4 separate regions of the Sus scrofa genome follow, and regions 2, 3 and 4 are each linked to region 1. The links are chromatin contacts, called in public Hi-C and HiChIP or PLAC-seq maps. All regions are on one chromosome and are shown on one strand. Each heading gives the region's core, a stretch centred on a gene start, on an enhancer-like site or on the middle of the called end of the contact. The rest is flanking DNA. Distances are from core to core; before and after follow the strand shown.

Region 1 (6,717 bases), core at 2,253-4,752:
AGTTTTCTCTCTCCAGACTCACAGAGTATTTTAATGCAGTATTTTCTAAAGTAATTATGTCAGCCTCCAACAGTTCTGAATCAAAACTGCTAGTTAATATTCAGCCAATTCATGAGAGCACAAGGGAAGTTGTTAGCATGAATTTTTTTTTTTAAGATAGGTGGCTTCTCAAACATCACTTTAAAAGGTTGAGAACTTTAGATTAAAAAGCCAGGAGGTGATCTGGTTATAGCATTTACTTACTGATACAAAATTCAAAAACAATCATTCTGCCAATTAGATGTCAAAATGAGGCCCTTGAGAAATGAGTTGAGTTGGACAGATCTGAGTTCAAATCCAGCAACCAACATCTATTAGCTGTGTGACTTTTGCCGAGTTAATTTTTTTAAATGCTAAGTTTTGCAGCCTTCGTTTTATCATCTGTAAAAAAAAGGTAATAGCACTTCTTAAGTTTGGTGTGAAAATTAAATTGGATAATTTATCTTCCTGGAAACATGTTGGTTATTCAACAAATGACTATATTTATTAGTGATAATGTTTAGTGATTAGGATCAACATCATCAAAACAATAAAAGCAGCTCAAGAGATAAATGCCCTGGAGGGCCACCGTTATGTCCCCCTATCTCCACGGGAGAACAAGGCCTCATACATGCATACGTGGCCCTGTCTGCACTTGCTCTCTAATCTAGTTCAAATCTCAGATTATCCTTAAGTTCATCTGCACTTGACACCATGTTCATCTTGTACTATTTACAAAAAAAATCTTCTAAGTTCTACACCATCTATAGAATAACAGGACCCTGAAATGCCTCAGGAAACTTTGCTGCAACCAAATTGATTTACTTACCATTTTCAAAGTATACCTTTACTTTCCTACCATCAGAACTTTGGTTTCTACACCCTTCTCTTTAAATGCTGTGCCTTCTACTTCGCTACCTGATGAACCCTTTAGAGGTTACCTCAGATTCTGCCCCCTACCCCACCAAGATCACCCAAGAAGAGGTGACCACTCCTGTTAGAGTAACTTTCTAACATACTTTATTGTGTGCTTTGTGTAGAAGCCACTTTGGGCCCGTATAAATCTGGATTTTATTTACTATCTTATATTGTATTGCCAGGAAACTTTGACCAATGCTCAAAAAAGCATTTTAACCACGTGTTGACTGAATGAAGGGGAAGAGGCTATCTCTTTCTCAGCTCTTTCCTGTACATGCCACTCCAAAGTCACTTCACCAAGAAGTGCTACTATTCAAAAAGGGGCTGGATAAAAGTATATAGCGTATGGAGTTCCCATCGTGATGCAGCAGAAATGAATCTGACTAGGAACCATGAGGTTGCAGGTTCAATCCCTTGGCCTCGCTCAGTGGGTAAAGGATCCAGTGTTGCCATGAGCTGTGATGTAAGTCACAGATGCGGCTTGGATCCTGTGTGGCTATGCCTGTGGTGTAGGCCAGCAGCTGTAGCTCTGATTGGACCCCTAACCTGGGAACATCCATATGCCACGGGTATGGCCCTGAAAGAAAGAAAGAAAGGAAAAAAAAAGTATATAGTGTACAAATACTCTTTTAGATATAAGACACTTACCTTCAAGGCCCAGGAAACCCTTATATCACACTTATGTTTCCTTGAGACCAAGGCAGGCTCTTTCACTTGCCAAGAGAAAATACAGAGTGCAGTTTACAGCAAATGAAGCAATCAGCATAAAGCTCCCCTTCCTACATCTTGAAACTGTATCATTTGTGGTTTGACTCAAATAATTTTTTTTTTAAACATATAAACTAGCCTATAAGAACTGGACATTGGACACAGGTCTTAGTCATGAAGAGTCATGCATACTCACAGACCCTAACAGCACCAAAGTTCACAGCTTACCGGTCTTTGTTAAGATGTTCATCTTTGGTCACCAGAGCCATAACTGCCATCCTGTACATGTGATCTGATACACTCTCTGGCTTCTGGACATTTCTGTATACCCAGCCAGTCCGTGGGACCCTCTGACAAAAACAGAAAGAAATTCATAAAAATCGGTATTTTAACCACCTGCCATGCTCTTCAGTAGAAGTCCAGGGACTAGGGCACAGAGGCAGGGTCATGGTTTCAGCACATATCAAAACATGCTTAACTGACCTAAATGATTAACATCTGGAATTAAACAAACCAGTGAGGTCAGAGAATGATAAAGAGAGAGAGAAGAAAGAATAATTCACAAGTATAACACAGAAGTCCAACAGTCGAGTTATTTTGTGTTAGGGATGCACTGAAGTACAGAATATACACAAGTCCTTAGACATAAAAACAAAACTGTAAAGTATCTTATTTTTTCAAACTACAAGAATTGGTTAAGTTTTGCTTCAGACAACCATTGGACACAAGTAGAAAACACTGCAGTGAAAGCTCAGATTTTGAACAAGTGACAGACTTCCAAATTCTGAAGCAGAAAGAATAAGGTATTTCTAACTGCTTCCGCCAGTCATGACGCTTCCTTTCGCTCAGCTCCCAATATGATCCTGTGAGACTGTATTTTCTCCTCAGGAGTTTATATTTCTAAAGAATTTTGTAAGCTATAGTAATAGTAGCATGAAACAAAACGCTTTGAACTTGGAGAAGTTCGGCAAAATCATTAACTGGCTGTGGCGGGACGTGGGGGGTGGGGAGGACCCCTGTGATGTAACTCTAGTGTGTACTACTTAAAATCCTCTGCTTAAAAACAAACGAAAAAAAAAGCTCTTGTGGCGTGGGTTCGACCCCTGGCCCCGGGAACTTCCACGTGCCAGCAGGCGCCGGAAGGAAGAAGGAAGAAAGAGAGGGAGGGAGGGAGGAAGGAAGGAGGAAAAAGTCTTGTTATTTCTGTGGTTGTGTGACAGGTTTTAGGCATTCCACTTAAATTCTGCAAGACCAGTGGGTCCCGTTCTTCCCACTCGCCCAGTTGTGGGGTCGCTGAGCCCCAAACGTACTCGGGGCAAACAGGGGCCAGGACCGAGGTACCCGCACATCACCGCGCCGGCTCCCCTCCAGAAACCTCTCGAAAGGCCTCCTGGGCCGGCCCAGTCCGAGCACCAGGCCGACGCAGGGCACAGCGCGGTTCAAACTCCCGCCAGCCCGGGGTGGGCCCCAGCAACCCGGCCGCGCCAGCTCCTTGGACTCGCTTCCTTCGCCCCCCAACCAGACGCACGACCGCATCCAGCTCGAGGGGCTCCCTCTGCCGACTCCCAGAGGCGGGGAAAACGGAGGAAAGTGGCAGGCGCCGCGCCAGGCGGGGAGGGGAGTCTGGTTGTCCCAAGGCCCGCCCCTGCCTCTCCCCGCACGGCTGCGATCCGAGCCCCAGACCATCCTCCCGGCGTTCGCTCACCTTGAGCTGCCCCACCAGCCGCAGGAACTGCAACAGGTTCCGGGCCCCGCGGCCCGAAAGGGCCGCAGCGGAGGAAGCAGAAGCCATGCGGCCTCCAATCCCGACAGGTTGGAGCCGGCTGCGATGGTAGCCGCTTGAAGCTCCACCCACCGAAGCCCCTCCCTCTGAAGCTCCTCCCCGCCCCGCCCCCGCCCCGCCCCCTTCCTTCTCTGCCTTTGCTTCCACCTTGCTTTCCTCCCTCTGGTTTTCCGTGACCCTTGTATCCAGTCCTCTCCGTTCCTGGCCTTGGGGGCTGCCGCTGGGCATTGCACCATCCATGGCAGACATTGTACGTGAGCATCTAGGTGTACTTTACTTGTTTCCTAGCTCTGCTCAACTCCATAAAACTTTTAAAGGGATTGCAGTTCTTTGGGGAGGGGCAGAGGGGATGGAGGAGTGTGGCGGGGGCGGGGGAAGCGTTATGCCAAAATGCACCAAAAGCTTGCCTTTTGGCAACTCCTTGTTTGACTGGGGTGAGAGATAAGGAACTCTGCTTCAAGGCATTTAATCTATAAACATTTTAAGAGTCACAGGAAAAGTACTTTGGGAGGAAAACATTAATTAGGCGTCACAAAAGTACTGGGAGGAGTTGGGGGCTCGCCACAGCCAGAGGTCTTTGGAGATAACCATAAATCGGATAGAGAGTGACACCAACCCCATGATGAACTCACAACCTCCCTAACACTTAAGTGCTGAAGAATCGCTACCCCAAAAGTTGGTCAGGGCCTGTCTCAACCATCCGTGTTAATTCCATCAACAACCAAGGGCACCAGCTTTTAAAGGCGCTTAGTGGGCCTGCGTACTGAAGGACAGGGAGAGAGGGTAACACTGAAAAGGGATGATATAGGGAGGAAGGAAGTAGGGAAACACATTATGAGTCTATTAGAGGAATTCTTCGGGGAGATAATTTTGATTTGGTCCAGGGTGGTCTAGTGGTGGTGGTGAGATGTTGAACTGAGAGTATAATTTGAAGGTAGGACTAACAAGATTTGTGACAGATCGAACATGGGGTATAAGGGTAAGAGAAGAGTGAAGGATGACTCCACACATTTTGGCCTGACCAGCTGAAAGGATGGAGTTGATACTTACTCAGCTGGGGAAAACTGCAGGAAGAATAGGTTGTGGGTAGGAATCAGAAGTTTAGTTTAGGCCATGTTGAGATACCTATTAGATATAAATGTGGAGGTCAAGGAAAATGTAACAATTTTGTGTCATCAGTGTATGAGATGGTTTGTAAAACCAAGAAACTGGATGAGACCACCTTGTGAGAAAGTGGATGAGGAAGAAGATGTCTGCAGCCTTAGCTGTCAGGCCAGACAACATTTAGAGTTTGGGAGACCAGGAAGAAGTAGCCAGTGATGTTGGTAGGGGACTAAGAGATAGTTGTGTCTCAAAGGCCAAGTGAAAATATTTCAAGAAAGGAGTGTGATCAACAAAGTCAATGTTATATAAGGACCAAGCAAATTCAGTGTCACTGCTGACCTTGATAAGAACAGATTCAGTCTGTTGGGCAAGCAGAATCCTACCTGGAGATGGTTCTAGAGAGAACAGGAGTAAATATTGCAACTCATTTAAAATGAATGGGACTAGTACAGGAGAGGTTGTTTGTTTGTTTTGTTGTTGTTGTTGTTGGTCTTTTTAGGAAAGATATATGGAAGTTAAGGTCGAATTGGAGCTGCATCTGCTGGCCTATGCCACAGCCACAGCCACGTGGGATCTGAGCTGTGTCTGCAACCTACACCACAGCTCTGGGCAATGCCAGATCCTTAGCCCACTGGCCAAGACCAGGGATTGAACCTGCATCCTCATGAATACTAGTTGGTTTCATTACCACTGAGCCACAACAGGAACTCTGAGGGGTTTTTATTTATTTATTTACTTTTTATTTTTGTCTTTTTGGCATTTCTAGTGCAACACTTGCCACATATGGAGTTTCCCAGGCTAGGGCTCTAATCGGAGCCGTAGCCACCAGCCTATACCAGAGCCACAGCAATGTGGGATCCAAGCCGCATCTGCAACCTACACCACAGCTCACAGCAACGCCGGATCCTTAATCCACTGAGCAAGGCCAGGGATGGAACCCGCAACCTCATGGTTTCTAGTCAGATTTGTTAACCACTGAGCCATGATGGGAACTCCTTTTTGTTTTTTGTTTTTTTTAAGGCAGGAGGTAATATAGTATTTTTATTTACTGACGGAGGTGAGCTAGTAGAGAGGGAAAAATTGATGATGTAAGAGACAAAGGAGAAAAATGCTGAAATGAAGAGGGTACAATCTAGGGACCAAGATGAAAGATTGGCCTTAGACATATGGAGCATTCATCTGTAACATAGGAGGAAGGGGGAATATATGATGACTAATTAATGGCCATATATAATATTATTTATGACCATATAAAGTTGTGTTCATGGGAGATTAAAGAGTTGTCTTCTAATTGCTTCTATTTTCTCACTGACATAGGAAGCAAGGTCTAGACTGGGTTATGTTGTAATAACGTGCAACCTCTGTATCTGAGGGATTTAACACATCAAAGATTTATTTCTTTCTCATGCTAAGTATCTATTGTTGGTCAGCTCGACAATGCTATTCCAACCTCATCCAGGGAGCTACTTGGCTCTCTGTGCGCCTCTGTTGCTGAGACTGAAGGCAGCAAGAGTGGCATCTTGCCTCTTAAAGCCTGTCCCTGAAGTTATATAAGACCCTTATTCTGCATATCATTTGCCACAGTAAGCAGCACTGCCACGTCTAACCTCAAAGGAGAAGGCCTGTGAAATGCGATCTTACCATCCTGAGAAGAGAGGGAGACGGCATGTTTGTGAATGGAGGAGGAGGCATTGGAGGGTTAAGAAGAGAGAAGATGGCGTAAAATAGTTGTTTTGAAGAGTGGGACAGTATCAGGATTAAATACAACTAAGTACCAAATGGATGCCAAGGACCGTGAGGCATGTAATAAAAATGGTTAGGATGATGGACTGAGAGCTATTTTTATGGTGGCAGGTAGTGCTCAAGAAAGGGGGAAAAAAGACAAAGCAGCCAGATTCCCTGGAGGAAAGCAAAAGTAAACCAAGAAAAAGGTCCAGTAGAATAAGAAAAGTGAAGATGTTTGATTTGCAGAAAGATATAAAGAGGAACATTCTACAGATGGGTGCGAAGTAATAGTATTGTAAGCTAGGGGGTGAATGCACAGTGCAATCTGTTAGGTTTCCTACTGAGTGACCTTGTCCGCTTCTTGTGCTAACAGTGCCCTGATTTCCTTTGAGCTCTTCATTACTCTCGCAGGTTGATTTAGCCTTCATGGGCATCCCTATTTGTATTTGCAACTTTCTTTA
Region 2 (6,212 bases), core at 2,478-4,977, 450 kb after region 1:
CTGTACGTTATTGTGGTGTAAGTAGAAGAATCTATACAGATGATAAAATTGCATAAAAATCACACACACTCACAAGCAAGCAAAAGTATGTGTAAAGCTGGTGAAATCTCACTGAGCTCTAAAGGTCATACCCATGTCAGTGTTCTGGTTTTGCTATTGTACTGTAGTTGTACAAGATGTTATCACTGGCATATAACTGGAGGGAAACCTGGGACTTCCCAGTACATTTTTAACAACTTTTTGTGAATCTCTAATTATGTCCTTAGACAAACTCCTTTTCTGCTTGTAGCACTGTAAATTTCTTTTACCCGATAAATACAAGCAAAAATTACCACTTAATGTCACTTTGAGTTTAGGGATCCACTTCAGATTTTTTTTTCTTTTTAGGGCCCCACTTGCAGTATATGGAAGTTCCCACACTAGGGGTCAAATCAGACCTGCAGCTGCTGGCCTACATCACAGCCACAACAACGCTGGATCCCCAACCCACTGAGCAAGGCCAGGGATCCAACCCATGTCATCATGGATACTAGTTGGATTCTTTTCTGCTTCACTACAACAGGAACTCCCTCACTTCAGAATTTTAAATTATATCTTAGCATTAGATTATTTAAATATGTTTTTCAGAAAGTATAAAAAATATATATCCATTCTTGGAGTTCCTGCTGTGGCTCAGCAGTCACAAACCCGACTAGTATCCAGGAGGATGCAGGTTCTATCCCTGGCCACACTTAGAGGGTTGAGTATACTGTGTTGCCGTGAGTTCTGGTGTAGGTCAAAATGCGGCTCAGATCTGGTGTTGTCGTGGCTGTGGTGTAGGCTGGCAACTGCAGCTCTGATTCAACCCCTTGCCTAGGAACTTACTGTATATGCCGCAAGTGTGGCCCCCCAAAAAAGATAAAGAAAAATTATATATATATGTAAAATGCAAGCTATTCTCAAGCTATTTAAATAGACTATTTCTAGCAGAAATAAGACAGCAGAAACTGTCCAACGGTAGAAACTTTTTAATTAGGTGTGCATAAAAGAAAAGGGCAAATTTATTGGGCTTATTCTAAATAATCAGTCACAAGTTCCAGTCACTAATATGTGTACCTGGACAGCAATCTGTTCCTATATATTACTTTCTCAGTATGCTCTGGCAGACTCCTCCTCCTTTTTATTTATTTGTTTATTTTTTGTTTTTTTGCCTTTTCTAGGGCCACTCCCGCAGCATGTGGAGGTTCCCAGGCTAGGGGTCAAATCAGAGCTACAGCTGCCAGACTGTGCCAGAGCCACAGCAATACCAGATCCGAGCTGCATCTGCAACCTACACCACAGCTCAGGCCAATGCTGGATCCTTAACCCACTGAGCAAGGCCAGGGATCGAGCCCACAACCTCATGATTCCTAGTCAGATTTGTTAACCACTGAGCCATGACAGGAACTCCAAAAAATACCTAACTTTTCTTGAAGGTCATGTTCTAGACTTTAGCCTAAGCATCATTCGTGGATTATCTCATGTAATCCTTATATCCATCCTGAAATTTGTTACTATTATCATCCCCCTTTTACAGATATTAAATATTTTTTTTACAGAGGTTAAATAATTTTACAGAGGTTAAATAATGTACCCAAGGTCAGCATGTGATGTGACTGAAGCCAGAGCCTGAAGTTTTAGAGCTTACCCTGTTCTTAAAAAGTACGTTCTAATGAGGTTTGGTCTGGAGCATACTAAGATTTCCCAAGTAACTTTATATACTATATCTTATCTCCCAATTAAAATTTCACCTTCTATTTAGAACAGTGCTGTCCAGAAGAATTTGCTGCAATAATGGAAATATTTTATTCTGTGCTGTCCAGTGAGTGGTCTCTAGCCATGTGTGGCTCTTTAGCACTTGATATATGGATAGTGGAATGAAAAGCTACATTTTAAATTTAATTTAAATTTCAATGGCCACATGTGGCTGGTGGGTACTGTATTGGATCGCATGGATCTAGAGGATAAGGAATGGTTTTATTTCTTCTGATTCTCTGTGAAGACAAGGCTTAGGGAGATCAGTAAATGCTGAGTTAATGACAAAGAATGAACAGTCTTTAAGGGGGAATTTTCTCACCTTTAAACTAAAGAGCTGAAATCCTCATTATACCAGGACTTTCACTGTAATAAAACCTTATAATAAGCATATGATACAGCCTGCCGTCTAGAGGAGTTCATGGAGATAATAAAGAGGATCTATAAATTACAAGCAGTGTTTTTTGAAAGGCTGACAATCTTTTATAATTGCTGGCTACTGCTTTTTTTCTTTGTTTTTTGGCCATACCCACAGCATATGGAAGTTCCTGGGCAAGGGATCAAATCTAAGCTGTAGCTGGGACCTCCACCACAGCTGTGGCAATGATGGCTTCTACTTTAAATACATAGTTATAGCTTTGCCTAATAAAAAAGATCACTGCTTAATTATTTCTTGACAAAATATGGAATCCATAGAGAGAAAAACAATAAGGTGTGATGAAGGGATGAAAATGGTTAAGAATTGCAACTAAATGGGCATTTCCTGCAGAAACTGCACTCTACAGCAGACCTCTTTATAAATGTTTTTTGTTTTTTTATTTTGCTTTTGTTTTTTTTGTCTTTTTAGGGCTGCACCCTACACTTATGGAAATTCCTGGGCTAGGGGTCAGATTGGAACTGTAGCCGCTGGCCTAGGACACAGCCGCAGCAATGCCGGATCCAAGCTGCATCTGCAACCTACATCACAGCTTGTGACAATGCCAGATCCTTAACCCACTGAGTGAGGCCAGGGATCGAACCTGTGTCCTCATGGATGCTGGTCATATTCATTTCCACTGAGTCAGGATGGGAACTCCTTCAAATGTTTTTAGAGTAAACAACTGCCAAGTTCTCATTGACTTCATTCTGTCACTTATTCATCATATATATACATATACCTTCTTATAGTCATGTTCTGAATACGGGGCAAAATATCATGAATAATAATAGGTATCTTTTGAAAATAAACTGGGGTTCTAGATCCAATCAGAGTCCCTGGAAATGGTCAAGTCCTGTGCCCTATTTCCTGACCCACATACACAATGCAGCTCCTACCCTGCTCCCCACCTGATGTCCACTTTATTTAAAAGAATGCATCTCCAGAAGTCTTAGTGATTTTATCACAGTTTGTGCTGCTATAGAACTTGTCTTTTCTTTGCTGTTTTTTAAAAATTTAATCTTAGATTTCAGAATCATCAAAGAAAGTGGCCCAGTTTCTCTGGAGATCCCAAACCATGTTCTTTTGATTCAATGAAATCAGCTCTTTATATTTTAGGAGCCTAATATCCCTTGGAAAATAATTTACAATTAACATAATACCTAAAGGAAAAAAAGAAAAATACCCAATTCTTCACATTCAAACCAAAAAGATGTAAGCCCGAGGTCCAGTTTTATACATGCTTAGTGCAGAATTGGGCGATTATTCCATATTTTGCAAGATAGTATAACTTGACCACTTGCAACTGAAATCCCAAAGCCATCACTGTTAAACGCTTCACTCCGCCTTCCTGGGGAGGCTCTTAGAGCATAAGCAGCATCAACTAGCCAGAGGAGGCCGCTATCTAGTGTGCCTGGGTGTTTGGCCTCTGACACACCAATGTTATCAGACCAGCTGCAGGCTCCACCATGAAGTGTTTTTTTTTTTTTTTTTTTTTTTTTTTTTTCTGTGTGTGAGGGTAAACCTCATGGCCAAATCCTCCTAATCATCTTGCAGTGCTGGTCACGGGACTGTAGAGGGAACGGCTCCCAAATGGGGATGGGAAGCTAACAGGCACTGCCCCGTTGCTGATGCAAATCTTCCCAGCCCAGGCTCTCTCGGGTCTCTGCCAAGAGTTGGCCTGGAGGGCTCAATTTGCTGTAATGGTTGCAATTTGACAGCATCCGGGATGCTGTACAGAGGACAGGAGCGGGAAGGGGGAGGAGATGTTGGGCCCCTTTGCAAAACACAACGCCAGAAAAGACAGGATGAATTTATTGTGACCAGTGATCCCCGAGTTGGAAGGAAACTCAAGGCTTTAAAGCTCGGGGAGACCCTCTAACTCCAGCTCTGCTCTCAAAGCTTAATCTCCACGAAGAGTGAAGGCTACTGCCTGTTAGCGGCACGGGGTGCGGTCCGGGGCGAGGTAAGAAGACCCTCTCAGGATCCGCCGCCCCAAGTCCGGCCGCCTGAGCGGAACGAGCTCGCTCCCGGGAGGCGTCACAAAGGGCCGAGGCCTGCGGAGGCCGCGCGCGCAGCTCTCCGGGGCGGAGCCGCCCGGCCCGGGCTGAGGCTGCGCCGGCTTAGCGGAGGCTGCAGCCGCCGGGGCGGGTGGGGGGTGGCGGGGGGTGCCCAGCCTCCCAGCTCGGAGGTCGCCGGGGCGGAGAGGATGCTGCAGCTGCAGCCCGAGCTGCCAAGCGGGTCCGCGGAGCTCCCCGGCGCCCGCCGCAGCGGAGGGGCGCAGAGCGTGGCACCGGCCGGGCGGAGCTAGAGGCGGGCGTCTGCACCGCGTCGCGCCACCCGCAGCTCTCCGCCTCCGGCCGGCCAGGGAGTCAGTCGTGGCCGATGTCCTGACCGGTGGCGCATCTGCAGGGTTGGCCAGGCGCCGCTCTTGGGAAGAGGCCTGAGGAGTCCCGGCGGCGGCAGCGTCCAGCAGCTCCGGACGCTGGTCCCCCGGGGCGCGCGCCTGGGCGTTCCTCCCTCCTGCCCTAGCTCCTCGTCACCACACGGTCCTCCCCCGACCCCTCCTTCCACCCACCCTGGAGGATGCGCTCCCCCGCGCCCAGCGGCAGAGGCCACGGCTCCCAGAAATGCGTGCACTGGATCCCCTTCTCCGGGACCCGAGGAGCCGGCGCAGCCGCCCTGTAGGTAGGTAGGTGAGGAGGGGACCAGCCCTCGCCGCCGCCCGCGGCTGATGCTGCCGCTGGGGAGGGGCGGGGGGCTGGGGCCAGGACCCGTCAAACTTGCCTCCTGCCGGGGCTCGGTGCGGCTCTCGGAGGTGTGCTAATGGCGCTGGGCACAGCCCCTGGATACCTGACCACCTCTTCTGGAGCTCCGGAGGCCGAGCGGTGGCGAAGGAGAGCTTGACCCTTCCCCGCCCACCTCCTGGGCCCGGTGGGGTGCGCGCTGCGGGCGAGGGTGGGGAGGACGAGTTGGTTTGTGGGTTATTGGGGGTTGGGGGGAGCGTTTGATTTTCAGCAGCTCAGGTGGAAATGTGTCACCGTATTTTTTTCGGCTTGATAAACAGATGCCTTCTTCCTGTTTTCTCCCAATATATAGCCGCTCAAAGCGTTAATTTAGCGGCATATAGAAGTCGCTCTGGATTTTGTGTATTTCAGAGCTGGCTGACTGATATGTAAGACTGATATCTCAAACCCTTACAGTCAGCATTTTGGGGCCAGTTAAAGGAGGCCCTTCTAGAAGTCGAACATTCAGGAGATAGATGAGGCTGGGGTATTCCTGTGCTGCCTACTTGGGAGCCTCTTGCTTTCGTGAAGGGATGCGTTTAAGGAGCGAGGTAAGTTTGATACAGGTGTAGGGAGTTGGGAATCTGCTGGAAGGATGCTCGGAGTTGGCCAGCAGAGGCAGCCTTGGGCGCATGTATTTCTGAGGAACTGGTTATGAATTCTTTCTCTCCCAAGTGTAAAGTTCATATATCAGGGCTTTTGGCAAGATTATCTCTTCAAAGGCAATCATTTTTCAGTTTTGTATCAAGCAATAAGGTTTAGAGTTTTGGAAAGTGGATGATTGTAAACTCTTTTTATTAACGTATTATGATTTTAGAGCTTTGGAAGATGAACCTGTGGAAACTCCAGGACAGAGCCTTCCTCTTGTTCAATCTTGTAACCCCTTGGCCTGGTGCACAATGAGCGCTCATTAGTTATTCTATTTTGTATGTATGTACGTATGATATGTATGTTTGTATTTTGTCTTTTTAGGGACACACCTGCGACATATGGAGGTTCCCAGGTTAAGGATTGAATCTGTAGCCGCCAGCCACAGCCACAGCCACGCCAGATCTGAGCCCCTTCTTTGACCTACACCACAGCTCAGGGCAACAGAGAGTGAGGCCAGGGGTAGAACCTGTGTCCTCATGGACAGATTCGTTTCCCATGAGCCACGATGGGAACTCATTAGTTATTTTTTTTTTTTTGAATAAACTATATTTCAAACTTCATCTAAAGACAATTTAGGATTAAAATGT
Region 3 (6,817 bases), core at 2,339-4,838, 330 kb before region 1:
TCCTTATGTAAGCCTTTAATGCTCCAGATTTCTCTCTCTGCTTTAATGCTTTAATGACTTCCTACACAGACTTTTGATACACTGTATTTTCATTCTCATTCTGTTATTTTTGTGGTTGTTGCTTTATCTAGACTTGCTCTTTGGCCCGTGGATTTTTGGAAATGTGTTGTTTAATTTACATGTTTAATAAATATTCCTATTGTTTCTATCATTGATCTCTAGTTTGATTTAATTATGGCCAGAAAATATACTCTAAATGATTTCAATTTGTTGTGTTATAGCCCAAAGTATGGTCTATCTTGGCTACTCTTCCATGGAGGCTTTTTTAAAAAAGTGAATTCTACTGTTGTTGAGATAAATGCTCTGTATATGTCAGTTAGATCTGTTGTTGATTGTATTATTCAGAGCATATATATCCTAGATAAATATAATTTTGAATTCACCTACTTTCTTTTTCAGCTCTATCTATTTTTTTTCTTTATGTTGTTTGGTATGTACCCAATTAGGTTTGTTATGTCTTCTTGGTGAGTTTGTCCTTTCATCATTATGTAATGTCCCTCCTTTTCTGTAGCAATTTTTATTGCTCTTAAGTGTACCTTATAGATATGAATAGAACCCCCTTTTAAAAAAGTTAATATTGGCATGGTATATTTCTATATTTTTATTCTCAAACTACTTACAGAATTGAATCTGAACTGTGTTTCTTATATAGCACATGGGGGGGTTGTTCATGAACACTTTTACGTTCACTTTATTGATCTAAAACCTCCATACATTGTAGGTAATATTCATTAGGAACATCCTTATTTGTTCTGCACATGTCACTTTTTCCATCTATGGAACTCTATAGACTAAAAATGTTCTTGTCACATCCCTCAGGCCAGTTCTCTGGTTCCATTTTTCATAGCTTGAGCAACTCTTCAATGGTTCTAGCTTTACATAGATAGCTTAATTTCAGCTCTCTGTGTGCATATGTCTTGAAGCCTGGCTTCTTCACCTTTTGCTGGGCCCAGTCCCCAGCGATAGGACCTAGATCTGGTTTACATACTACATTGTGACTTTGTGTATTTGTTCCCAATCGCTGATGGTTCCAAGCTCACCTATGTTTCAAGAAACGTTGTTGTTTTATTTGGATTTCTCTTTATTTTGGATTAGAGAAAATTTCCTTCTGCATTAGGCAATCCACAGAAATGATTGTCTAAATCTAGGACCTGATCCTCAGCTACCTCCCATCTGGATTTTGCCTCCATAATACACACTTTCTATTTTATAGTACTTAAAATAGTACTATAATGGTACTTAACCAGCACTTGATTACAACATTTATTCTGTGCCAGGCCCTATTCTAATCATAGGTTAACTCCCTTGGACCTCCCAATCACTTATGAAGTATATATTTCCACTATCCCCATTTTACATCCAGGAAAGCTGAGGCATCGAGTTGCAGTGACTTTCCCTAATGTCATAAACTAGTAAACAGCAGAGGCAAGATTTTAACTCAAGCCGTCTAGCTCTAGACTCTATCCTTTTAACCTTTTTTAACTATGCTATCATTCACACTACTTCTGAGTTAATTTTCCAAAACATCGATTTAATTACAAAAAATTAAATCGAATTCCTTGGCTTCCCTTACAAGTTCCTTCACATCTGTCTCAACAAACTTTCCCTACTTCTTCACCACCTCCCTCCCACCTCCACTCTGGCTGAACCCGCACTGAAGGTTCTGGTCCCTCTGAACTTCTATTTTATGAACATCTACAGCCTAAAATGACCCTCTTAATTCTCTTGGCTTGGTACACTTACAGTCATTCATCAAGACTGAAATCAAAATTCCATTCTCTATATAAAATCTTCCCGGTGTATCCATGATGAAGTTAATCACCATGTTCCTAAGTACTTTTTTCACTTATTATCATCCAGTTGCATTATGATTCATTTACTTAACTGCTGGATCTGTGGCTACTTGAGAATATAGTCAAGGTATTATTCATTGCTAATGTCTGTGTCACCTAAGGACCATATTAATAATCCTATCTGATGCTGCTAATTGGCAATTTTGAGAAGAATACTTAAAATATGCAGAAATTTTCAGTGTTTTTATATGGGGTGTCTTGAATATTATTAACTCTTCAAAAGGTAAATATTATCCACAATTTATACAGGAGAAAACTGAAAGTCAGAAAAAGACACAAGGCAAGTATGTAGAGAGACAAAGTAAGTATGCAAGTGGGGGGAACATGATGAATGTCCATGCCAAAGAAGTTCAGTGATTAAGAAACTTTTTGGAATGCTCTAAGCATCTCTATTTAGCAAAAAGTAATGAAAAAGCTATTTATTATCTGGAAATATGAAACTGTCTTTAAGATATGCTTTTGAAATTTAAAAGTTCAGTTCAACAATAATACTAATAGAACACTAAATATGTGGAAGGAATTAGAGCTGAAGGAAGCCTCAAAAAAATGATGATGCAAACCACAAAGTTCCTGTTTTCTAAATCTTGGGAACAGCATACAGGAACATTTACTTGGTTACAGTGTATATCTTGGACATTAGAAGGACTGAGGACCTGAAAGCTGCCACTGGAATCAGTAGCTGCTATGAAGATGGCTTGAGGGCAGAGACCTTCTCTTAGCCCCTCTACTGCATCCAATATACATTTATGTTATTAAAGGCAAGGAGAAGAAATGTTAGAAGAGTTTTTGCAGTCTTCTTCCTTTTTTCTCCCCATAACAACATCAAAGGCTCCTCCTGAGAGTCTTTGATTTATTCAATTGCTTATTCATTCATTCATGCTTTCCTTCAATAAACAGTATATCATCATTACTTTATGCCAAGCACTGTTCTATATGCCAGAGACACAGAATAAACAAGGCAAACCACAGCCCTGCTTGTGCAATAGGGCATGTCTTCTTCCTCAGAGGTATAATCTTCTGCAGTGGAAGTTCATCACATTAAGATGTTAGCCTCTCCTGCTTGTGCTTTTTGCCTAGTGAAAATCCCTAATGATCAAAGCATTCAATTAAGTTCCAAAAGGATCAAATTTTCATTTTAGGTTGAGAATCAAGATAGTCAAGGAAGATCAAGGAAGAAATACGGCTTTTAAAACTGTGAACTCTGTGAGATAATCTTAAATTGGCATGCTCACACTTTCTAAAGTGACAAAAAGAGCAAATTGGGGAAAACGGCTATAGAAAGAGAAAATCTGATCAGAAGAGTACAAAGTCTGCCTTCTTGACAAAGAATGGGAATTTGAGAAAGAGTGCCATTTGAATATCCAATAATGATCACACACGAATATATAAAATATAAATTCTGTCTCTGAATTACAATAATAATGCTTCATTCCAAATAAAATTTGTTTAGAGCCCTTGATTTTAACTTGATAATTCTTCACTCCCAGGTGGAAATAAACGGCCCCCATCCTTTCCAGGATAAAAGAATACATTATACATAGTACAAGAATGGTTGAAAGTTCCTGGAGAATAGATATGACACCACATTACCAATTATAGAACTGATTTACGATGTGTCCTGAGACGTGCTGGGGACTTTCCCTATTTATAACATGGGGTTCGTAGAACTTGTCGGTAAGAACGTGTGAACCCTCAAGTAAAATTTAGTACATGGCGCCTAGTCTCAGAGTTATCATATTATTACCTCAATTGGAATTGGCTTTGTGACAGATTTCAAATACCAGAATCCTGCAAAACAACTGCAACAAGTCTGTACATTCCTAGCAAACCTGACAGCACATTCAAAATATTGGTGCATCTGGTTTTCCCTCAGGCAGCAGCTGCAGCTGCTCAAGTTGCTGTGGAATCTGAAGTGACAGCCCCCTCCTGGCAGGCAGCGTCGCTGTCATTCAGAAGAGAGATCACAGAGCCCGATCCTTTCTGTCTTTGAGGCACAGCTCACAGACGTCAGCGGGAGACCTGATGGCATGTCAAACAGGAGATTAGAAACCTGCAAAGCTGGAATGTCTTCTCCTGCACATGGTGATTCAACTGTCTCTGAGGAGACAGGACAGACCTAGGAATGAGGGAAGATGCACCTGAAGTCTTTACCTTAGGTTTTCATCAACAAGAGACAAGCAGACGACCCAGAAGTATGATCTTTGATGCTGACATCTATGGGGTTTTTTTTAAGTGAGACTTTATTTTAAATGGCTCTGGGGGCGGGGGCAGTGCAGGGGAAGTTTAAGAAAACATAAGCAGGCTACATTTTTTTTTTCTTCCTTTTTCTGCAACTCTTTTCTACAACAGGATTTCCTGGTCGCATCACGAGGAACTATGTAAATACGCCTCCTTCGACTTAGTGGCAAGTTAGTGGCAAGAATCATTTCCTGTCAGGTTCTTTCAAGGAAGAAAAAAGACCAGACCCCTTCTCCCCAAACAGCCAAAAATAGAAAATACATATTGTCATATGAAATTGGATCAGAAAAAATTTTGTAAGAGAGACAAGCATTATTCTATAATTTGGTTCTTAACTTGGTTGCTTTTGTTTCATGGCATTTTGTTTCATACTGTTCTTTTGGGCAAACACCCTACTTCCATTGTAATACACTGGTATTTCCATCTTATCATTGCTTAAAATAAATTTCACTCCTTAAAAGATTTAGGCTTTATATCAAGCCCAGGGTAATTTATTGTTAAAAACACTTTCTCTCCATTCTCATTCCCACCTTGCTTTTATTCATTGTGAAAGTAGGAAGTCTTCAGTTAACACAGACGTGGGCATTTAGTTTAAGCAAAATGTGCCAAAATGTTTTTCCACACCAAAACAGAAATAAATAAAATTCATGGAACTAGATAGATCATTTGCCTTCTTATGCAGATGATTCACTCTCTCATTCTCACTTTTTACTCTAACTTAAAACATTTAATACTTCCACATCAGTGTCATTTAAATCCTTTAAGCAGTGGCCTGAAGAGCTCAGCCATCCCTGCCTACTTGAAGTGTTCTTGGTATTTCTCTAACTCAAATATCCTTACAATTGCTGAGTTGTTCACCGCTTCAGTAGGCAAATATTCTCACTCTCATATATGTGTGTGCGTGTGTGTGTGTGTGTGTAAATGTATAAAATGCTGTAGATAGATCGATCAATCGATCGATCAATTGCTAGATAGATAGATATGAGAGAGAGATCTGTTAAATGAAACACCCCCTGGGAAAAGCTGTTCTAAAGAGCTTTAGAAGAATTTAGTTCCCTATAACTACATGGCACCATGTATTATAACAGATGAAACATTTTGTCTCCAGCAAACGTGTATAAACACCAAATATACAATTCTCATTTTGCAAGTAAAACCAAGAATAAATCTCACAGCATCAAGTCATGTCAGCCTGCTTACATCTTTTGCTTTTCTTTTTTCTTTTAAATCAGGGGAAGACAGATGAGTAACTGTCTCTACAATATCCGGAGGAACACCAGTGTAAGAGACAACCTTCTCTGATGCTTAAGTGCTATGGTCTGAATGTTTGTGTTCTCTTAAATTCATATGTTACAATTCTAATCCCCCCAAATTAGGTGGGGACTAGGAGATGAAGCTCTCATGAATGTGATTAGTGCCCTTATAAAAGAGGCTCCAGAGAGATCCCTAGTCCTTGTACTATGTCAAGATGCAGCGAAAAGTTACCAGCTTTGAGGCAGGAAGTGATCCCTCACCAGAACACAACCATGTTGGCACCTTAATCCTAGGCTTCTCAGCCTCCAAAGCAGTAAGAAATAAATTTCTGTTGTTTATAAACCACCTAGTCTGTGGTGTTTAGTTATAACAGCTGAATGGACTGAGACATCAATTCACAATCAAAGACAGCAAGAGAGAGCAAGAGAGTTCTGTTGTAAAGAAAATTTAAAACTATCCTACACTAGGAGTTCCCGTCGTGGCGCAGTGGTTAACGAATCCGACTAGGAACCATGAGGTTGCGGGTTCGGTCCCTGCCATGGCTCAGTGGGTTAAGGATCCGGCGTTGACGTGAGCTGTGGTGTAGGTCGCAGATGCGGCTCGGATCCCGCGTTGCTGTGGCTCTGGCGTAGGCTGGTGGCTACAGCTCCGATTAGACCCCTAGCCTGGGAAGCTCCATATGCCGCGGGAGCGGCCCAAAGAAATGGCAAAAAGACAAAAAAAAAAAAAAAAAAACTATTCTATACCACATACATCTCTTGTAGATTTATAATGCATCAGCTACTGTTAAAAACAATAGCAGAGAAAGCACTTTCATTCTTTTTTAACTGAATGTTCCTAAAATCGACAATGAGACTTTAAAAAACATAATACTTATTAATATTCTACAAAGTATATGTCCTTTAGAATAGCCTTTAGAAATCACAAATTTAGAATATATCCAAATGGCACTAGAAGAAAAATTATTTTCAGATTAAGATCATTTGGCATTAATAGTCAAGATTAAAAATTACGTTTTTCCCCCTAGTTAGCTTATTGCATTGGGCTACTCTGCTTTGGTTGCTATGACACTAGCAACTTTAAATTACGTTCTCGAGTTCAACCCAAGAGACTTAATTGTTCTCTCATAGTTGTTCTTGCACTGAAGTGATGGAATGATTCCAGCACAGCCACAAGTGCATCCTCCAAGTGACCCAAAACATAAGTCCAATGCCTTATCAGAGAAAGAGGTACCAATTAATATTCCACTCAAGCTGATAAAGTCAAACTCTACAAGAACTATTTTAAAATGGAAATCCTAGAGCAAATTTTTCAAAGACATCAACACTGCTCCTTTCCTTAACCTTACTGTCCTCCCAACTTTGCCCCTTTTAATTCTTCCAACTCCTATCAGACAGTCATATTTCTCTCCA
Region 4 (6,358 bases), core at 3,504-6,003, 410 kb after region 1:
CCTGCTAACATTAAGTATATTCTCTTCATTTTTCATAATTTTTTAAATTTCATGGTTGTTTATTTCATTATTCCAATTTATCCAAGTTTTATATATAGGGAAAGAAGCAGAGCACACTAATTTCAGTAAGAAATTCATTCCAGGCCATTTATTATGACCATTATGTGTCAAGTACTATTCTATTCTAGAGGATGAGGATACAGTTGGTTAAAGATGATTTTCATAAGAGAAGTGAATATACCTGACTGTATTCTTAAGTGTGGGGGGGTGGGGGGGAATCTGCTGATCAAACTAACTTCGAGAAAATTAAAATTTTGAAGAACTTCCTTAAAAGCAAAGCCTGCTCACATCAATTTCAGCCTCTCAAGGAGGAAGTTAACATGGTAAGTATAGTTATCTTTTGACTGTTGCTTAGGAGGTTATGGAAAACTGGTTACTTGACTATACAACCCCGTCTTCTCAAGGGTCCTAGAATAAAACCAGCCTTCATCCTTGGGCATGTGCTAAGTTTTAATAACATCACTCATGAAAGAAAACTTTTACATAAATTACCCCTTAATAACAGAGATCAATTTAAACATTCTATCTTCCAAGAAGGGGGCCTTTGGGTCTTAGATTTCCTACCTTGGAGCTTCTGATGTGATAAGTAACACCTATTGAGGAAGGCCAAGAAATACATTTCGCTTTGTGTCGCTAACCAGGCAAGGATAATTGTTAACTGGTAAAGCAGTTCCCATTTATGGATGACTTCAAGGTTGGTGGGCCTAAATTTGCCCTTGCTTCCAGCTTTGTTTTGCATTACTGGTTTGCAAATATGTGTTACACAGTGACCCTACTCTGGCCTGCCTGCTGCCTGCCCGATGTTGAGAAAAGTATTGAAATTTATAAGGATCTTGCCCTTGGCCTCTACTCAGGGTGCAGCATTCTCACACACTTAAAAGCATTGCCAATTCACAATAGCCTTGTAGTCAAGGAAGCCAGCCCAACAAGGCCGCCCACAGATGCACGTGCATGTCACCTGCCCCAGCAATTGTAAATAAGATCAGCTTGTCTGGGATGATCCCCTTGCCTTCCTTTTGCAAGAAAAGCTGTGTAAATACTTATATTTCAGAAAGGGCAAAATTGATTTCTCAATTTGAACTATGTGCATTTAGCCTTCTCAAACTAACATAAAGCATTTAAACAACAGAGCTGCCTGTATTTCACTGAGAAGCTAAGTTAAAACATTTTTAAAAACTGGTGTCATGCCTTGGTGACTTTCTAAGGAACCCAAAGACTCAAGTCGCCAACACTTTTTAAGTAACTGTAAGCAGCGTCTCAAAGGATTCAGAGAAGCAACAAATAACAAAGTGTGACCGTTAATCCTGAAAAATCAGTGCTCTAATGAGGAAAAAGCAGACAAGAATTTAAAAAAAAAAAAAAATCCCGGTTCCTTCCAAAAATGCCACAAGGAGAGGTTTAAAATGCTGCAAAGTAATCATGTCATTCATTTATGCAACAAAACTCAAATTTCATGGGACAAGATACGACCGGGTCAAGATGGTCAAGATGGCCAGATACACAGGTGCAAAAACTGTAACTTTACATTAAATGGGTGCAGGAAGAGTTGGGGAGGAGGATGGGCACCACTCAGTTTGATGTTTCCAGATCTCGACATTTGACATGTCACTCTCATGTCAAAAGTGAGTTAAATCGCACGAGGACAAAACGGGGATGAGAGGACCAGATTCAGGAAGGCATCTGTCTTCCTTCCTCCATTTCCTTTAGATCTTTCTGGACTTCCTTCCTAATGGCAGTTCAGGAAAATGGTTTGCAGGAAAGTTCTCCGTATCTTTTGGTCTAAGTATCTCTTACAAATCTTTGAAAAGGAAAGAATTGTGGTTTGCTCTGCACGCGGACGTCTTTTCTTCTGCCTGGGCTCTTACTAAGCCTCCAACCAACTTTCGATGAAAAGAACGTCTGGGGGGCGAGGAAACTTGAAATCCCGCGGTTTTCTCATTCTCTTTTCTTTTTCTCCGCAGAAGCCAACCCTACACCTCGCTCCCCTACCCCTGACAATCAACCACTGTTTTTAGGTATGCTGGGACATTTTACAGAGTTTCCTCCGTTTCTCCCTCCCGAGAAGCACTTTCAGTCTTAGATAAGTCGCCTGACTAGGGGATAGATAAATGGGATATTTGAGCGGAATTAAAGACCTATTAAAAAACCCCATGCTGCCTAATTGCGATTAAGTATTTTGGAGATAAGTGAGCATATTATTGTTTTGGCAGTGTTCAAAACGCCGAGGTCTTTTGCCTTTTGCATTCTTGTCCAACAGACGTATATAGCACTTGCCACGTACCACTGTTCTAAACACTTTAAAAACATATTCTCTAAGCTATATTAAATCCGTGTGTGCTTTTCGGACGTCCCTGCCATCTTTTTCTTTATTACATGGTACGGTGGTTAAGTCTTAAAAGACAAATATGGAAAATTTTTAACCAGTTGCTACTTTATTGCAAGCAAACCATTTCCCTCTTCGCAATTTTTTCCCGCAAGTATTGAATTAAATACACTAGTACAGTGAGAAAGAACTCGACTTTTTTTTTTTTTTTTTTTTTTTTTTCCTTTCCGGTGAAGATCTTAGAATTTACCCCAGGCGTCTGGAATCGCCAGTGGCCAAGGTTAACTGCACCTGTAGGCATTCAGAAAAATGCGCCGCCTTTGAGGAAACTTTTTGAGGAAAGTTACGAAAGCTGAGCTCGCGCCAGGCCTGAAGCGACGTGTCCCCCGTGGCCCGAGGGGACTAGCCTCCTGCGCATCCTCCGCAGAGGTGGGACCCGCAATTTGCGCGCGTCGGGCACATCCCTCTCCGGGCTATGAACCGGGAGCCGATCGGCGCCGGGGGATGTCGCAGCCGATGTGGCGCGAACCCGCTCAGCTCTGCGCAGCAGGCTCTGGTAGCCCGGGCTGCAGTGAGGCAAAGGCCTGGAGACCTGCTCGGGCCGGACACCTGCCCCAAGGCCCACGGCAGAGCTGGGGGGTCACCTCCCCCCGCAGCCCGGAGCTGACCCAGTCCAGTCCCACTAGGCCCCGCCCGGCCCCGCCGACTGTGTGCTTGGCCCGGTGTTAAGTTTCAGAAGTCAGGATGAAACGGTTCGGGTTTCTGTTCACACTGTTATTGCAGGCGCCGCGGTGGGAACAACACAAAAGAGGCGAGGGCGTGTGGGGAAGGGGTTTTGTGGTTTAACAAGGGCTTAACACGCGGGCTACAGGTCCTTCCCGCTCTCCCCTGGCCCACCCCCGCCCGGACCGGTGTATTTAAGTCCTTCCTCTTCTCTCCGCCCTGCGCCGCTCTTGTCCGGGGAGAGAATGTAATGTCAGAAGGACGCCCTAAGCAGATCCCCAATAAAATAAGAATCGTCTGTGGCGTGGGGTCGTGGTGAATATTGATAGACGCCTCTCTCTGACGGTTTTCCGCACTAAGCACAGAGCTGTCCCAGGGCAAAGAGTGGAGTCTCGGGCTCGACCGCGACCAAGCCGGTGAGCGCAGACCGCTACCGCGGCGCCCGGGCTGGCAAACCGACCCGGGCTGCCCTCACAGAGATACAGCGGCGTAGGCGGTTCAAAACAAAAACAAAAACCCCCAAAACTCAGCATGGAGAGAAAGAACAGCTTAAAAACATGTTTTAAAAGCACATCTAGAGTTTTATACAACGCACACTGTCCAATGCACTAAAAACTGGACACGAATTTTTCAAGCGCGATTTTTTTTTCACTCCGGGATTCTAATTAACTCTACCGCTGCGACTACACAAACCCAGGGGTGTGGAGAACTACAATTATCTGGATAATCCAAGCCCGGAAGACTCGAACTTGAAGAACTACTAAAACTGTCCTGAAATACCCGCATCACTGCTCTAGTCCTTTCTGCCTCCAGAGTAGACAAAACTCCAGCCCACAGTCTACTCAGCGGGATCTATCATCCACAGCCCCAGTGGTTAAATGGAAAGAACTGATTCAGAGCAAATCGAAAATCGCCTGGTGGCCGGTCTCTCAGACCCTCCGACCGCCAGCGGTTAAGTACCTGGTCGGGAAAACTCACGTCCTTATCAGTTCACAGCCCAGAGGCCGCGGAAGTAGCCTTGGGAGTTGCCAGGGAGAAAAGTAACTTTGATTTAAGGTTTTCAAAAACCCCAGAGGGCAAATGTGACCGCCAGGGTCAGTCAGCAGTTTTGGTCCAGACAAGGGACAGCCGAGTGTGGCGGTTCAGTTAATCCACGACGCCTCCCGACGTCCCACACGCTCGCTCACACTCAGCCACGCGCCGGGGGTTATTAGCATACGCCTGAAACTTCGGCCGCAGAGAGCCCGGTGCGAAGGAGCGCCAAAACCTGCGGTCCAGAGCCCGCCCCACCCGGCCCGCCCCCTTCCCTCCGCGCCCGCGCCCGCGCCCACGTCCGCGCGCTTCCCTATCTAGAGTTAGCAACTTCGCGCTCACGCCCGCCGCGGCCTCTCCCAGCCCGCGCTCAGCTCTCTGGGCCCAGATGCGCGAACGCGTTCCCACGCCTCCGTCCCAGGTCCGAGGCGGGCATTGGCGAGCGCGGCCCCGCCCCTCCGCTCAAGCCAATCGCGGGCCACGCCGACCCTCAAGGAGGCGGTGCCAGACCCGGCCACGGGGGCCTGCGCGCGGAGGCGGGAGAGGGGCCCCCGCCCGCGCGGGGAGGCGTGGCTGGCGCCGGCTCTTGCGGCCGCGCTGGGCTGCGGCGTGGGAAAGAGCGGCGAGGAGCCGAGCGCGCCGCCGCGGGACCGCGCTGTCGCCGGTTCCAGGGAGGAGGCAGGCAGACCGGGAGGACGCTGCATCCACCTCGGCGTCCCTAGTTTTGGCCGGGCTGCGCTCCGCGCGGTCTGGGCCGCAATGAAGCGCCCTTGCGAGGAGACCACCTCTGAGAGCGACATGGACGAGACTATCGACGTGGGGAGCGAAAACAATTACTCGGGGTGAGCGCGGGCTCGGCGGAGCTGTCTGGAGCCCAAGGCGTCCGGGAGTTTCATGTACGAGCGGCTCCTTGGAAATCCCGAGGTTCCTCTCCGCCCAGTCCTAGCCGAGGGGGGAAGCTTTTGCCGGAAAGACTGAGTGGTGGGCGCTCGCGGAGCGCGCGTTGGGGTGGGGCGAGGCATTTGGGTTTTCACTGTAGGGGTGGGGCGGAGAGGACTCTGGACGCGGCCGAAAGAGTGCAGGAGTTGGCGAAGGAGGGTCCTCGGCTGTCAGCGTTGGGCGCGCGGACTGGCACGTCCGGGAGACACCGAAATTGTCTTTAGAAACATTTTCAAAATAAGCCAGACGAAGATTTTTAAAATTGATTTTTTTAAAAAAGGGACCGAAAGATGGCTTGCTTTTTGGAGAAATTAAAGCAAGTTGCTATGTTAAGGATAAGTAGGTTGAGATTTCCAGGTTGATCCTCTGTGACTTGGCTGACGGGAGAGTGGGTGACAGATGGAAGGATCGTTTCGGGCATCATCTTTGCTTGTTCTTAAGTCTGGAAAAAGATCGGGGTCGTGATCAGGAAAGCCAGACCTCCACTTTCCAGTGACAGAGGTTACGGAGGCGTTTTAGTGCGGAGGCGGGTCAGATGATAATTGCTTCTAATTGGCATCCCCAGAAGCACCTTAATTATTTATCTGCAGCTGTCACTCAAAGAGCAAAATTCTTTCCACCTTTGGAAAACTAGTTTTCTTTCAATATTATTATTTTAATATGTACAAACTTTAGTCTGGAATCAGCAGAAGCAAAGACACTTACATGAAACGTTGTTTGCAAAGTATCTTCTAATCATTAAAGTGTTGTGTCATCTTAAAAAATGAGATCTGAAAAACAAAAGATGTCATGTGAAAGGTGACACCAGTTGAGAAGGGGTGGGAATGAAGGGAACAGTTAATTCAGAAATAAGATCCAGAAGTGAGAAGGTGAGGTAATAAGAACCTGGTGTGTGCAACATTTCTAAAATGAAAGAGAATAACAGGAACCTGGAGAATTTGAGAACATGAAGAAGCAGTATCCATGAATTATGAAGAGAAGCAGATACAAGCTAGAAAGGATTGTAAAAATTAAAAGTGACAAGGTAGTGATTTGACTGAACTTGCAATATAAAATATTTTTCATTAGCACGCTCAAGATGGACTACAACTCTGAAAGGTTTAAGCTTAGATTGAAGGCTGAGAAATACTCAGAGTTTTATTTTCAAAGTAAAACTTTCACCTAGTAGTTCATCTAATTTACTTTTTCTATCAGTGGCGTATTTAATTTGGGGGCATTCTTTTGAAAGATTAGTATAGAAAACATTGAATTTGTCATTTTTTTCTCCTGTATGACTAATTG

What was found. A called contact is a pair of places that touch in the nucleus more often than the background predicts. HiChIP or PLAC-seq counts read pairs in DNA pulled down with a chosen protein or histone mark.
Region 2: a contact with region 1 is called in an H3K27ac HiChIP or PLAC-seq map of alveolar macrophages. The contact joins the promoter of NCOA7 here to the promoter of HDDC2 in region 1. A contact is called at or near these places in 3 of 5 promoter capture datasets (fetal liver, fetal skeletal muscle and liver), 2 of 47 Hi-C or Micro-C datasets (liver and psoas muscle) and 2 of 2 datasets of contacts at active chromatin or transcription factors (alveolar macrophages and skeletal muscle).
Region 3: a Hi-C map of skeletal muscle shows a contact between it and region 1, with 4 times the contacts expected there. The contact joins the enhancer-like site here to the promoter of HDDC2 in region 1. A contact is called at or near these places in 4 of 47 Hi-C or Micro-C datasets (embryonic fibroblasts, fetal skeletal muscle and skeletal muscle) and 1 of 2 datasets of contacts at active chromatin or transcription factors (alveolar macrophages).
Region 4: a Hi-C map of subcutaneous adipose tissue shows a contact between it and region 1, with 6 times the contacts expected there. The contact joins the promoter of HEY2 here to the promoter of HDDC2 in region 1. A contact is called at or near these places in 19 of 47 Hi-C or Micro-C datasets (adipocytes, adipose tissue, alveolar macrophages and 11 more) and 2 of 2 datasets of contacts at active chromatin or transcription factors (alveolar macrophages and skeletal muscle).

What each region holds. Positions count from the first base shown.
Region 1 is chr1:37,637,413-37,644,129 of Sscrofa11.1, reverse strand. HDDC2 (HD domain-containing protein 2) reads right to left here and starts at 3,502. Exons shown (of 6, transcript XM_021088683.1): 1 at 3,350-3,502; 2 at 1,873-1,994. The coding sequence starts at 3,436.
Region 2 is chr1:37,192,228-37,198,439 of Sscrofa11.1, reverse strand. It overlaps NCOA7 (nuclear receptor coactivator 7), which reads left to right and starts at 3,727. Exons shown (of 16, transcript XM_021088655.1): 1 at 3,727-4,154.
Region 3 is chr1:37,966,377-37,973,193 of Sscrofa11.1, reverse strand. No RefSeq gene overlaps it. Among named protein-coding and RNA genes, the nearest start is that of RNF217, 58 kb to the right of the region's middle. Within about 2 kb of position 3,588, at least 24 of the 83 cell types and tissues checked have an H3K27ac peak or open chromatin away from gene starts, as enhancers often do. A contact at or near this core is called in alveolar macrophages, fetal skeletal muscle and skeletal muscle, where this site is marked.
Region 4 is chr1:37,229,716-37,236,073 of Sscrofa11.1, reverse strand. It overlaps HEY2 (hes related family bHLH transcription factor with YRPW motif 2), which reads left to right and starts at 4,753. Exons shown (of 5, transcript NM_001243329.1): 1 at 4,753-4,980. The coding sequence starts at 4,898. LOC110260189 (a long non-coding RNA gene) reads right to left here and starts at 4,409. Exons shown (of 5, transcript XR_002343031.1): 1 at 4,067-4,409.